Regions from separate parts of the Mustela erminea genome. Here region 1 is linked to region 2. Evidence: chromatin contacts called from public Hi-C data. All regions are on one chromosome and are shown on one strand. The core of a region is the stretch at or near the end of the contact, and the rest is flanking DNA. Distances in the headings are between cores, read along the strand shown. Region 1 holds the start of PRIM2 (DNA primase large subunit). Region 2 holds the start of ZNF451 (E3 SUMO-protein ligase ZNF451).

The links. Hi-C and Micro-C count contacts between places; a contact is called where the count stands out from the background.
Region 1: a Hi-C map of fibroblasts shows a contact between it and region 2, with 2.8 times the contacts expected there. The contact joins the promoter of PRIM2 here to the promoter of ZNF451 in region 2. A contact is called at or near these places in 3 of 3 Hi-C or Micro-C datasets (fibroblasts, skeletal muscle and spleen).

Annotation. Positions count from the first base shown.
Region 1 is chr4:103,233,996-103,241,122 of mMusErm1.Pri, forward strand. PRIM2 (DNA primase large subunit) reads left to right here and starts at 3,422. Exons shown (of 14, transcript XM_032340337.1): 1 at 3,422-3,534; 2 at 4,276-4,437; 3 at 6,222-6,325. The coding sequence starts at 4,284.
Region 2 is chr4:102,922,086-102,929,539 of mMusErm1.Pri, forward strand. It overlaps ZNF451 (E3 SUMO-protein ligase ZNF451), which reads left to right and starts at 2,849. Exons shown (of 24, transcript XM_032340329.1): 1 at 2,849-2,919.

The DNA.
Region 1 (7,127 bases), core at 2,172-4,671, 310 kb after region 2:
CCTTCTCTCTCTGCCTGACTCTCTGCCTACTTGTGATCTCTCTCTCTGTCAAATAAAATAAAAGAAAATCTTAAAAAAAAATAAAAATACCATAAAATGCCCCTATAGTCTGCCTCACTGCCAGTGGCTTAGTTGCCACTAACATAGAGCAGTTTTATATTGTAGTAGACTAATTTTTTTTAATAGTCCAAAGAATTATTTAGAAGATATCGACTATTGTAGAAAAATGGGTATTGACCCTTAAAGGTGAGCAAATTTAAGACTGGACTGAGGACAAAGCTAAAAAATTTCAATAAAAACCAGATATAGCTCAGAGTGGCTGCCTTGCACCTCAAGTTTTGATTGCAAAGGCTACAATCTGCCCAGATTGTAGGAGTAGAGGAGTTTGGGGTTAGGTGCACAAGTGGAGGGAGAAAGAGTTGCAGAGGGCAGCCTCCTTGTGGAAGTGAGAAGCATTGCAGAAAAATGTATTGGCATGTCAAAATCATCTTTCATTCTTTCTCATCAAACATGAGTTTTATTGCTTAAAACAAAATGTTTGCAGTGTTTGTCCCTGAGTGACAGTATAAGCAGATAGCAGCATCATAAGTGGATTTTTCATTTGACATTTTCCAAATTTTCTAAAATTTTATTTACTAGGAAAGGTAATTTAAAAATGACCATTGTTGGGCGCCTGGGTAGCTCAGTGGGTTAAAGCCTCTGCCTTTGGCTCAGGTCATGATCTCAGGGTCCTGGGATCGAGCCCCGCATTGGGCTCTCTGCTCAGCAGGGAGCCTGTTTCCTCCTCTCTCTCTCTGCCTACTTGTGATCTCTCTCTCTGTCATGATCTCAGGGTCCTGGGATCGAGCCCCGCATTGGGCTCTCTGCTCAGCAGGGAGCCTGTTTCCTCCTCTCTCTCTCTGCCTACTTATGATCTCTCTCTCTGTCAAATAAATAAATAAAATCTTAAAAAAAATGACTGTTGTCAATTAGGTAATGTTTTTACAAAATTGGGCTCATATGGCATATGTGGTTTTATGTATTCTGCTGTTGATAGTATCCTGAGCATTTTTCCAAGTCAGTATTCTTCAAAAACATGTATTCTGAATGGCTGTGTAATGTGTCATGGTATGACTATACTACCATTTATTTATCTGGGTTTTCACGCTACATGTGGTGTAATAAAGTTCTTTGAACACAAATTTTTGTGTCCATTTCTGAACAGATTCATATATGTGACTTTTTTTGTCAAACTGTATGAATTCTTTTAGGGCTCACAACACACATTACTATATTGTACTCCGGACTTGTAGCACCACAATCAATTCCTGTATGAGGTCATCGTACTGGACTTTCCCCAGCACTGAGTATTTTCAATGTAAAATCTTTGCCAGTTTTGTAGGGGAAAATTTTTTTGCTGCCAGTGATAAATTTCCCCCCACATTTTATCATTGGTTATTTATTGCTGTTCTTTTGCCATTTTTCAATCTGCGTCAGTATTTTTTCTAATTAACTTACAAAGCTCTTTACATTTTGATGGTATTAGTATGGTAAACCTTTCCCCTTGTGTGATGACTGCAAAAATTTTGTCATTTTTTTTTATTTAAAAAAATTTTTTTAAAAGATTTTATTTGACAGAGAAAGACACAGCAAGAGAGGGAACACAAGCAGGGAGAGTGAGAGAGGGAGAAGCAGGCTTCCCACCGAGCAGGTAGCCCCATGCAGGGCTCGATCCCAAGATCCCTGGGATCATGACCCGAGCAGAAGACAGAAGCCCAACGACTGAGCCACCCAGGCACCCCAATTTTGTCATTTTTTTAGATGTCCAATTTTACATTTTTATAGTCAAATCCTTAGATTTCTTTGCAGTTTATTTGCATTTGTTCCCTATCCAGAGAATAGACAAATATTCATGTAAATGTTATCATCTGTGCTCCAGGTTTTTTCAGGCAGTTCTCATGCTTTCAGGTGTCTTCTTTATACCAGGTTATGTTAATTATGTTGTTTGATACAGAGAGGAAAGAAAGTGAGGTGCTGCTGTCATAACGTGGCATTAGTTATGTATTATTGTATTATGTATTATGTATTATTGTATTATGTATTATTGTATTATGTATTACTGTATTGTATGCTGGTTAGCACTGGTGCTTGGAGACAGTCTCCCTCACTTTGAACCTGGCTCTGTCACTTGGGTGATCTTTGAAGTAACTTCTTTCCCTGTTCTGCGGTTTCCTGATCTGTAAAATGGGTTAATAATATAACCTATCTCATAAAGTTATGAGAATAAAATGACTTGATAGGGAAATCACTTAGAACACGTCCTGATACAAAGTCAGTGCTAGCCGGTTTGATTCATGATGGGATGCTTACTTGTAAGTTTGGTATTGCTTCGATATGTTTTGTATTTCTAAAAATTTGAATATTTCATTTCAAATTGATGATTACCTTTACTACATCTTTCCCCAGCCACTTTAGTAAGGCACGCCTCCTAGAGGCCACAGATGAAGCTTTTTTCCAGCTCTTAAAAACCCTACAGCTCTGTCGAGTCAGAGTTCGTGTGGTTCTGACCCACCCCTTCTGATGGGCTCTTACTTGCTCTCTGAGCCTAATCTCTTCTACCTTTTGTAGGCCCCGGAGTGATTTCTGCGTGTGTGCGTTCATGCATTCTAGTTTGTTATCTTGCGGGGCGTGGGCGGGGGAGAACTGAAGGTAGAGTCTGTCTTTATGCGGCTTGCCGTCCCTTAGGAAAAAAACAAGATGTACTGTGCATAGGTGGACAAACTACCATTCATTTTTTAGCTTCTATTTTCTCATCTGTAAAATGGGGGTAATACAACCTATCTTATAGGGTCGGTGAGAGATTAAACAAGAAAACAGAGCCCCTATTAGAGAGCCTGCGAAAGGAGCTCCTTAAACGCCCATTTCTCCTCCATTCCTCCGCTAGCTTCAGAGGAGTCGGTCTAGCCCTCTGGGTTAAAGCTCCATACTCTTCGGAGCGTGGACATTTCTGCCGCTAGCCTTTCAGGACCCCAGTTTCAATCATCAAAAGCTACCGACGGGGGCGCCTGGGTGGCTCAGTGGGTTAAGGCCTCTGTCTTCCGCTCAGGTCATGATCCCAGGGTCCTAGGATCGAGCCCCGCGTCAGGCTCTCTGCTCCGCGGGGAGCCTGCTTCCTCCTCTCTCTCTCTCTCTGCCTGCCTCTCTGCCTACTTGTGATCTCTGTCTGTCAAATAAATAAATAAATAAAATCTTAAAATTCTTAAAAAAAAAAAAAAAAAGCTACCGAGGACACACACAGGAGGTGCAGTTTATAATTTGGAAACACACAAGAGCGTATCTTTAAAAATTTTAAGCCGGCAAAGCCGACTAAACTCGCTCCAGAACCCAGGAACGCCTCACGGAGCATGCGCAGGGCGCGCCCTGGGCGGGCGAGACGCTCGGGGGGCGGGCTCTGAGGTCCCGTCACTTCCGTTTCCGATCCCGTATGAACTCTCCCGCCATCTGAGGAAAGTGCCGTTTGGGGGTTTGTGTGTTTCGTATTTTGTGTGGTTGCAGGTAAGGGGACCTCCTGCGGCTTTGGGACGGACAGTGGTCGTGGTGTGGAGCTTGCCAGTGGGGAAAGAAGGGAGAGCACTTTACCGGCGGTGGGAGCCGAAGGATGACACGGCGGGGAGGGGGTATTAGATATTGATTGGTTGGGGCTGAGATGCAGGGGCCGGCGAGTGGAGCGAGAAGCTTCGCCGAAGGGCTCCGGTAGGATCGAGGGGGCTGATTTTTATAAGGAGCTTGTAGATGCTTCTTACAGAGTTCGGAGAGATTGAATTGGAAAGACGTGTTCTGTTTCCCAGGGTCATGAGTTGGGAAGTGAGTCACCGGACCCGGTCCCTTAAGCCTCTTCTCTGGAAACCAGAACCTACCGCGCTTTCCTCCGAATTCACGATGGCAGCCCGTATAACTTCATCTTAACTCTTGGGGCTGCAGAGGTCCGAAGGCGGTGGCACACAGACCTATAGTGAACAGGCAGCGTAGCCTCACGTTCATGTTCTTGGACGTTTTGACCACCACCTGCATTTCACCTTGCACACACCGCCCCCACTCTCCTGACAGAATTGTTACAGGTGTGTTGTAGAAACTCTGGAGTATACAGAAGGACCTATTACCCAGGGACGACCGCGGTTAACATTTTCTGCATGCCCTTCAGTTTTTTCCTATGTATGTGAAGTTATGTTTTGTACTTGTTTGTTGTTTTCAACTCTTATTTGCCATTATTTTAACCATTTTATGTTTCCTTCCAAGGTAACGAGATGCAGTTTTCTCGAGCAAATTGGAAAAGACTGAGGTTGACAGGTGACCAAAGGAATGTTTGCTACCCTCATAGCCTTCAGTTTTACTTGGAGCCACCTTCTGAAAGCATATCGTTGATCGAATTTGAAAGCTTGGCTATCGATAGAGTTAAATGTGAGTGGTACTTGTATTAGAGTTTGTATGTTCTTGACAACTTCACTTACACTTTGGGGGAACGAATGAGGGTAATTTATTTCCTTCATTCAATTCATTCAAGAAATGTATATATTGAGGGCTTGTTATTTTATTTGTTGTACAGTATATATTTATTGAATGCCACTATATTCTAGGTTGGGTGGGGATTTTCAGATGGATAATGTAATTCTCATATTCGTTGAAGCTGTATTCTAGGACATAGATACAGACGTCCAAAATAATAACTGTAATTTAGTATTTTAAGTGTCTTACTAGAGGTTAATAGTAGTGCTCTTGAAAGAGGTGGGAGTGACTCAGACTGATTAAGACTCCGTAGAGAAGTTGAAATGTAATCTGGACTTTGAAGGATGAGTAGAAATTTCTCAAAAGAAAAGTAAAATTTTTTTCAAGCTGAGAAAGTGGACTGTACAGAGGCTTGGAGGCATGAGAGAGAATGTTATATTTGAGGAACAGTGACAAGGACAAGTTTAGGTTAGGTGGAGAAGAATGGATAACCAAGGGCATTTTGTGCCAAGTTAGTGGTGTAATATCTGGGTGTAAGTATTGCGGGCCTACTTATCGTCTGAGTGCTGGTGAAAGAGAGAAATAAGCTAGGCATAAACGGAAACAAATAATAGCAGTGTCTTCTGAGTTTATGTTCTAGGATATCCTTGTGGGAAAATCAGAAGGTAAGGAACGGTACTGTTAGTCACTTTTAGAAGAGCTGAGTGACAATACAGAGAGGGAGCTCTCAGAGCTGATGAATGAAGAGTGAAGACACAGGAGAAGAGGGTTTTAGGAAGCTTAGCAGTGTCAGGTGCTTCATAGAGATTAAGGTGATTGAAAAGTGCCCCTTACATTAGGCACTTAAGGAGTGAGATGGTGAGGGCCTGAGCTAAGTCAATAACAGTGTCAGGGATAGGAAGGGAGCCATTTAAGTGATACTAAGGAGGTATTCCTGAAGGATTTGGTAAGTGTTTGGATGTGAGGAGTGAGAGGGCAGGTGGGAGTGGCTGAAACTCCATTCTGGATGATCTAGTGGTTAGAAACTTTGCTAGTGGAGATGGGGATGGCCAGAAGAGGGGTAGGATGGAGGGGAAGAGAGTGAGTTTAGTTTGGGATACCATAGTGAGGTGTTTGTGGGGCATGGGTTTACGCTCAGGATTCATTTTAGAAGGTTTTCATTCTTGGAATTATAAAAATGCTTTTCATAATGATGGGAGTAGAGTTCATCTGCGGAAGGAATGACAAGGTACGTTGGGAACCTTTGAACAGTTGTGTGGATCTATTCAGGACAGTTCACTTGAATTGTTGAAAGGTTCTGCTTTTTTGCTTTTGTCTTCTCCTTTTCTACTTCATCAGTAAAGGAAGGGCTATTTTTTCTGTTGCGTCTATGCTGAGCAAATGAAGCAAACTCACAGTTCCACATGAGGGATGCAAACAAGGGTGCTCGATTTTCTTTTCGTACCAACACACCTCAACAGTGGTGGCTCAGTACAGCAGTGATGATCCCCCATCCCTCTTCCTCAGAATCCCTGGTATTAGATTATGTTATGGGACAATGGATGGAGATTATTTTCCTATAAATTTATATAATTTATATAGTGTACTTGCAGAAAGTAAAGCCATTATAGTTTGTCATCTTTTAAAAATAAGTAATTATGGGATTGCTATTCAAAGAAAGAGTTTGTCTTGGGACTTAGTTTTTAAAAATTTTCTTGCATTCATATGTTGTTTTCTTCTGTTTTTAAAATATTTTCTAGTGCTAAAAGCAGTTGAAAATCTTGGTGTGAGCTATGTGAAAGGAACTGAGCCATACCAGAGTAAGTTGGAGAGTGAGATAAGAAGGCTCAAGTTTTCCTTCAGAGTAAGTAAAAGTGGGAAAGAGATGTTCTTCAGTTTGTATATATTTATATAGTGAGTTTTGGTTGTGGCAAAGATCTGTTATTAGGCACAGGGCTTTAAAAAAGACTAATGTAGCATAGATAGACTCTGCCCGAAGGGATATCTGTAGTCCACTAGGAGTGATTGGCTTATAGTGATTATAAAACAGCAGGGTTTCTCAACCTCAGGACTACTGACATTTGGGTCTGATAATTCCTTGGTGTAGGGAGTGTTCTCTGCATTGTAGGATGCTCAGTAGCGTCTCTGGCTTCTGCCCAGTAGATATCTCCAGACATTGCCAGACGTACCCTGGGCACCACAGCATTGGGGTGATGTTTGCTCTAGGAACTCCAAGAGCACATATAATTACCCAGCTCACACTGGGGAGGTTTGGGAAGGCATCCCGGTTCCAGGTAGTGCTGGAACTGAATCTGATAGATGTGATCAGATTTTTATTTTGGGAAGATAGCTGCCAACAGCAGATTGAGTGGGTTATGTCTGGTAGGAGGAAAACCAGTCAGCTTGAAAATGATGAGAATGAATTGAATGGGGAAAAGGGTACTGATATTAAGAGATACTCTGAAGGTTGGAGGAAAAGATTTTAGTGATTAATTGCAGGGAGAAGGGAGAGAAGAGTTAGGAATGACACCCAGGTTTCTGGTTAGGGCAACTAGGTGGATGGTGATAGTAGTTTGAGAGATGATCTACAGGAGGAGAAGCAAATCTTAGAAAGATGTTGAGTTCTAGACATGAATTTGGGTGCTCATGGAAGGGCCTAGTGGATA
Region 2 (7,454 bases), core at 1,599-4,098:
AGAAATTAAAGAAAACTGAAAATTTGAAAAAGATTAAAGCAGGAAAACTAACACCACTTGGTTTCAAGACTTACTGTAAAGCTACAGTAATCAAGACAGCATAGTACTGGTGTCAAGATAGAAATACATCAACAGAACATAAAAGAAAGTTTAGAAACAGACCCACAGATATATGAACAACTAGTATTTGGCAAAGGTACAAAGGCAATTCAGAGAGGAAAGGATAATCTTGTCAACAATGGGTGCTGAAACATTTGTACATTCATATGCAAAACCATGAACTTCAATCCATACCTGTCAAAGGTAAAAATGAACTCAAAATGGATCTCAGACCTAAAATTAAAACCTAATTATAAATTTCTAGAAGAAAACAAAGACAAAAATATTTGTAACTTTGCTTATGCAAAGATTTTTTAGATATACTACCAAAAGCCAGACCAAGTAAAGTAAAAATTCATAAATTAGACTTTGTCAAATGTAGAAACTTCTCATTGAAAGACAATTTTAAGAAAATGGGAAGGCAAGCTACAGACTGGGAGAAAATATTTGGAAATCACGTATCTGTTAAGGTCTTGAATCTAGAATAAACAATTCTTAAAATTCAATAAAGAAAGTAATTTAAATAATGGGCAGAAGACCTTAAAGGCATGACCAATGAGTATATATATGGATGGCAAATGAATGCATAAAAATATTTTCAAAATTATTAGTAATTAGGTTAATGCAAATTTAAGTGATATCGCCATGCATCTATTAGAATATGTAAAATGAAAAAGACTATTCCAAGGGCATCTGGGTGGCTGAGTTGGTTAAGCATTTGCCTTCAGCTCAGGTCATGATCTCAGAGTCCTAGGATGAAGCCTTGGGGTTGTCTCCTTTCTCAGCTGGGAGTCTGCTTGTCCTTCTCCCTCTACTCCACCCCCATTCATTCAGGCATGCTCTCTCTCTCTCTCTCTCTCTCTCTCTCTCAAATATATAAGTACAATCTTAAAAAGAGGGATAAAAAGAGAAAACTATCCCTGTAACAATTACTGAATTGAAAGGCATGAGCATATTTGGGCTACAGCCACATATTTACTGTTTGTTTTCCAAGAATTTAACTGAATGACTCCCACCTGCATCCATTCACAGTATATATTCCACGGAACTCTCACCAGAACATTAGAAAAATTGTTTAAATTCAAATCTCATCTAGACATTTAAGAGATTTAAAAATGGTTAATTTACATGCAGCTTTTGGGTTTAACATCTTAGCAGATGTTTCTTTTTCTCAACTTTCATCTGCAAGTCCCAAATTTAGTTGGTACAAATGCACCTGCAGTTGTCGTGTACTGTGGAGAAATCAAAAAGATCCATCAAATACTAGCTACCAACATAAGTAATCAAATGCCATGTTCTCATTTAGACCAGCAAAAACAGACCTCCAAATGAGAAAGTAAATATCTGCTGGGCTCAAAAAACAGACAGAGAGATAAAGTCAGCTGAAAAATTAACAGACAGTATTTCTCCCAAAGACATACTGTACTTGTAGAGTCAAGGTGACCTTGGTGACTATTACTTTCTTATTTTCACAATGAGAAAATGTGTTCTCTAAAATCATGGAGTAACAGCTTTGTTGTTTGAATATCTATTAGTAAGAATGAAATATCCCTCCCTTGGCTGATCCCTGTGACACAGAAAACTAGCTTCACACCAAACCAAGGGCAGAGCTCCAGATAAGGGAGTTCTGGGCCAACAACCACTATCTATGTTATCTCTGTAGTTTTCAAGTTAACAGGACTCTGGGGCTACTTTGTAGTCTAGACGTGACCTTGAACTCTTTACAAACAGCCCTAATTGTCTACCTATCAAAATACTGCTTCACAAAAGTTTCACCTACCTCTACCCTTCCTTAAAATTTCCTAATAACTCTATTCCTTTGTTTTGTAACATGCCTCATAGTTCCTCTGTTGTGTGATCTCATTCATAGCAGGCCACAGTCAAATTCATAAATGTGATTTTGTGGGACTGCAGATTTGTTCGGTGATCTTGGGTTCATTGGGCTAGGAGGAAAAGGTTTGAAATAATATCGCCAGGGGGCGCCTGAGAGACTCAGTCGGTTAAGCATCCGCCTTCCATTCAGGTCACGATCCCAGGGTCTTGGGATGAGCCCCACCAGGGCTCCCGGCTCAGCACATTCGACGTCTCCCCCTTCCCCCACGCCCTGCTTGTGCGTCCCTCTCTCAAGTAAATAAATAAAATCTTTATAAAAAAAATCTTCAGTAAACATTTGTTTTCATAAACTATCTGTTCGCAATCATTCACGTGCAAATAATAATAGTCGGCCAATAATTTGGTAAGGATCTGAGCAAACAATGAAAGAGCATTTTAACATCACTGATCTAGATTATCTAGACCAATATTTCTATAAAAAGAAAAGGGAAAAACAGAAAAAAGAAAGGTGGGGAGAGGGAAACAGTGATTTAGAGGGAAAGGTCCTCTAGGACACTGCTTCAGTGCGGTAACAGCCTATAGGACCGCAAGCGCCGCCGCTGAGAGTCCCTTTCCACTCTTCAATTAGATGGGGGGACAGTCTCGGGCGCGACCAGAACTACAACTCCCGGCGTCCCGCGCGGCCCGGGGAAGGCAGGCCGGGACTGCGAGACAGAGGCTCCGGGGGATAGCGGCCCAGAGCCGGTCGCTCCTCCTTTTGAAGCGGTTTCGCACCTCTCTCCGCCCGCGGCGTCGGGGGCGTCGGCGGCGTCGGCGCTCACGCAGGGGCGGGTCACGGCGGCGCGAAGCGGTGCTGGGCGGGAAGGGAAGTCGTGGCGGCGGCGGCAGCGGCGGCGGGGACGGCAGCGACGGCGGCGGCGGCGGCGGCGGGGACCGCAGGAGCGGTGGTGCTGTCAGTTAGGCCGTCGGAGAAATGGGAGACCCGGGGTCGGAGGTGAGTGGGCGAGCGTTGGGCCGCGGCATTCTCAGGCGAGCCGGGAAGGGCTTTGTGTTTTGCTGAGAGCGAGGCCTGGTGCGCGGCGGTGGCCGCCGCGGCGGGCCGACAGTGTCCGCGTCTCGGGCCGAGCTCCGCGTTCGGGCCTGGTGCGGGTCTGAGCGGGGAACCAGCAGTAACAATGGCCGCCCGGCCGCCCCCGGCCCTGTGCGCCGGCCACGGAGGTCCCTGTGGCCGCTGCTCGGGCCGCGAGAGCGACATTTTGAGACAGGCTCGCTCCTGGGCGGTGTGCGTGCCTCCCTCCTCCTCGAGGAGATTTGGGGAATTCGCAGGGGCTGGTAAGTCGTTTTCGGCGTCCCTCCCTGTGGATGGCTCCACGTCTGCAGGGGCAGAGCCCGACTCCATCCATCGAGTCCTGTTCTTGGTGGGGTTTGCATGCAGTTGTGCTCAGTTCGGTTTCCTCGAGAGCTTGCTGTCTGTTACGGAGCTCTTCCTTCTTCGTTCTTTTTGGGAAGAATCTCTTCCTCCAGGTACGTGGCCGTATGTCGATAAGCATGTTCTGGCTTATTTTTATAGATGATAGAGTCTGTCCCTCCAGCTGGGCCTGAGGCATCTGACGCAACAACGGATGAAAATGAGGATGACATTCAGTTTGTCAGTGTAAGTAGCAACGAAATTCGGGTGTTTCCCAGAATCCCAACCTATGCGCGGTACACGGTTCTGTGATGATGGTACCTCGCCTGTCCGTCCGTCGTTCAGCAGCTGGGCGTGGATGTCTCGCAGGTACTGGGCCCTGGGGAGTATGGCACAGGATGAGGAAATTGACCGAGAGGGGTCTCCGAGCACCTGCGGGGGCCACCACAAAGACTGTGCCCGAAAGGACACGTTGCACATGGAATCAGGCTTCTTATGCCTTCATTAGCGCCGCTTTATACTTCATGTGGGCAAAGTCATGCTGTCTTAAGTGTGTGCTTGGAAGCGGGGCAGGAGCGTCCTTTGAAACACGACGTGCAGGTTAGAGGGAAGGGACGGGAGAAAGCAAGAAGGGTTGCAAGCACTCAAAGTGTGAGCTTTCTGGAGCTTGGTGACGGGAAGGCAGGTAGCTTGAAGCTTTCTCCAACCTCTGAGATCACCACGTTACAGCATAATGCAGGAGTTGACGTTCATAAGGAAGATCCTGCATCACCAGGAACACGCGTGGTTTTCAGACTGTCTTCCCTTTGGGACAGTGGTCTTTGAGCATTAGGAAGTGTAAGTGTGCAGATTTCTGGGCCTCACACCACACCTGCTGAATCAGAATATGAGGGTGGGACCCAGGAATCTTCACTTTGGAACAAAGAAAAGGACATGTGACTCTGTGAGCCATGCTTTGTAGGTTTAGGGGAACTGGGTCATGATGTATTGGGGGATGGTTTTCACCCAAAACTGTCAAGTTTTGCAAAGGGTCTGTTTAAAGTGGTAGCTAGCCAGAAGCTTACACAAACCAGTGGTTAGTTGAGGTTTGCTGTCAAAGTTGTATAATTTTTCTTTAAATGAGTGCCCGTTTAATGTTTGTTTTTTAATTGCTGTAGGTTTAGGGCATCCTGATAAACTATTTTTCCAAATGTCAGTTTTCTAAATCAGATAATATCCCCTCTTTAAACATTGCGGTGTTAAGATGTTGTTTCTTGTTTCTTGGTCCAGTAGGGTCATATGGAAAGTTGTTTTTTTTTTTTTAAGATTTTATTTATTTATTTGACACGGAGAGATCACAAGTTGACACAGAGGCAGGTGGGGGTGGGGGAGGAGCAGGCTGGATCCCAAGACGCTGGGATCATGACCTAAGCTGAAGGAAGAGGCTTAAACCCACTGAGTCAGCCAGGCATCCCTCATATGGAAATACCTTACAAGCTATTTCCTTGACATTCTTCCCCATTAACAATACATATGGTAATCCCCCCCCCTTTTTTTTTTTGACACTTGGGACCTTATAAATTTGGGGGTACCAAGATAGGCTGGGTGCTGGTTCTGCCATCCCTATGTTGTAGAGTAATGTTGTAGAGTAATGATGTAGCTGTGGAAATTGAAGAGCTACCATGGCTTTTTTTTTCCCCCCCAGTACGGAAAAGCATTTGGCAGGAATATTTCATGGGTCTTTGGGAAAAATAATTTTGGTTCCTCCTGACTGTGGTTTAGAAACAAATGAATGGGACTTTTTTTTTTTTTTTTTTTAAGATTTTTATTTATTCGACAGACAGAAATCACAAGTAGGCAGAGAGGCAGGCAGAGAGAGAGGAGGAAGCAGGCTCCCCGCGGAGCCCCGATTTCAGGACCCTGAGATCATGATCTGAGCAGAAGGCAGAGGCTTAACCCACTGAGCCACCCAGACGCCCCTGAATGGGACATTACAAACCTGATATTTTTTGCAAATAGAACCAGGAGTGACATGGGTGTTATAACATGTGCCTTTGAGAAACAGAGGGAAACTACAAGATTGAGATTGGAAAAATAAATACTCTGTGGAATAAACAATTACATGATAAACTCTTACTGAATTAACATACCAGATTTTCTTCAGCTGAGGTTTACAACTCTCTTAATTTAATTTAATTAATTATTTATTTTAAAAGATTTTATTTATTTATTTGACAGAGAGAGATCACAAGTAGGCATAGAGGCAGGCAGAGAGAGAGAGAGGAGGAAGCAGACTCCCTGCTGAGCAGAGAACCTGATGCGGGGCTTGATCCCAAACCCTGGGAGCATGACCTGAACTGAAGGCAGAGGCTATAACCCACTGAGCTACCCAGGCGCCCCAACATAACTTTTATATGCACTAGAAAACCAAAGAATTCATTTGACTCTATTGTGATAGTCGCTTTATTGTAATAGTCTGGAACTGAACCTGTAATATTTCAGAGGTATGCTTGTATACTCTAAGTGGAATTTCAGTATCAGAAAGAAGAGAGTAAAAATACTCCTTATTTTATTTTATTTATTTATTTATTTTAAGATTTTATTTTTAAGTAATCTCTATATCCAACATGGGGCTCAGACCCACAACCAGGAGCTCAAGAGTCCATGCTCGCTTCAGCAGGACATACACTAAAAAAAATTAGTCAGGCTCCTATTGATGAGGGAGCAGGAGGCTGGCTGAGGACAAAGCAAAAGCTGGTGCCTTGCACCCCCTCTTCACCCTTTCCCCTCCATATGTGTAGCATCCCTCAGGCAGCCCTGACTGCCATGAGCAATAAGCAAATAGTTAACTTGCAGAGCTCACAATCCTGCTAGACAGGAGTCTCCCTTGGCGTACAAATGTCCTAAATCTCACTAACAAAGACGATTGATAGCAGGATTGTGACACCCCACCAAAAAGTCTCCCAACTATCTTAATGTTAATGGCTGGTCTAAAGACAACATTGATCCAGCAGCAAGGGCAAGGCCTCTGGCAGGCCTGGAACATCCTGGCACCTTGTAGGCCCTCTTTAGCATATGAAAACACCACTGAAACCTCCCTTCCCCTCACCTTCCCCCAACCGCAGGGTATATAACATGCCTACCCTCACAACCCGGGGCAGCAGCTCTTCCTGCCCACGGGTCCTGTCCCCGTGCTTTAATAAACCACCATTTTGCACCAACGACATCTCAAGAATTCTTTCTTTAGTCGTCAGCTCTGAACCTCCTCACCCCACCGAACCTGACTTAGGTTCTGGGACTTCATCACTATGACTGAGTCAGCCAGGTGCCCCCTCCACCATTGCCTTTAAATTGTTCCACAGGAAAAGAACAGTGATAATTTAATTCAGTTTTAGAATATACTCAGAAACAGAATTTACTTACCTTTATAACCCTATCCTCTGCTGGGTTCCACTAGGATATGCTTATTTCCCTTGTTTTTTTTAATAGTATCATCAGTTAAAGATGAAATGCTCCTGGGTACAGTCCTCTGCTTGAGGGTTCTTCAGATACAAAAAGTTACTACTTTACATACTCTATTATGGATTCCTGAGTCTTCCTATAAATCTCTTTCCGGCCTTCAGTCTACATTATAGCACAGCATCCTCTTTGAGTTTTGCCATATGCATATATGCATGTGTGTAGCTAAACACAGTATGCTAAAAGAACGATAAAAATTTGTAAGTACAAAAGGAGCCCTTTTATTATAAATTTTATTGTAGTATACATATAGAAGAGTTTACTGTCCTTCTAGCCTTTTATTTTAGTACTACATTACTGTTGTCGGATTATCTTGTTATTAGTCTTCCCACACTTCATACTTTCCTAATCTTGAACCACAGCTTTAATACTGTTTGCATCTTAGCACTGTTGACTGGTTCATTTACCTATAGAATAAAATTTTAGGGTTTTGACCCAGGTATTTAGGGCTTGGTGTATTCTATAGGTAGTATATATGTAAAGAAAGAATTGAAAAAGTCAGGGCTTGATGTTTGCTTGTATAAGGATATGGAGGATAAAGCAGAGCTATTCAAGAACTCTGTGATTTTGAGTTTAGATATCTAAAAAATAATCGATAGTCAGCCAGTTAAAGAAT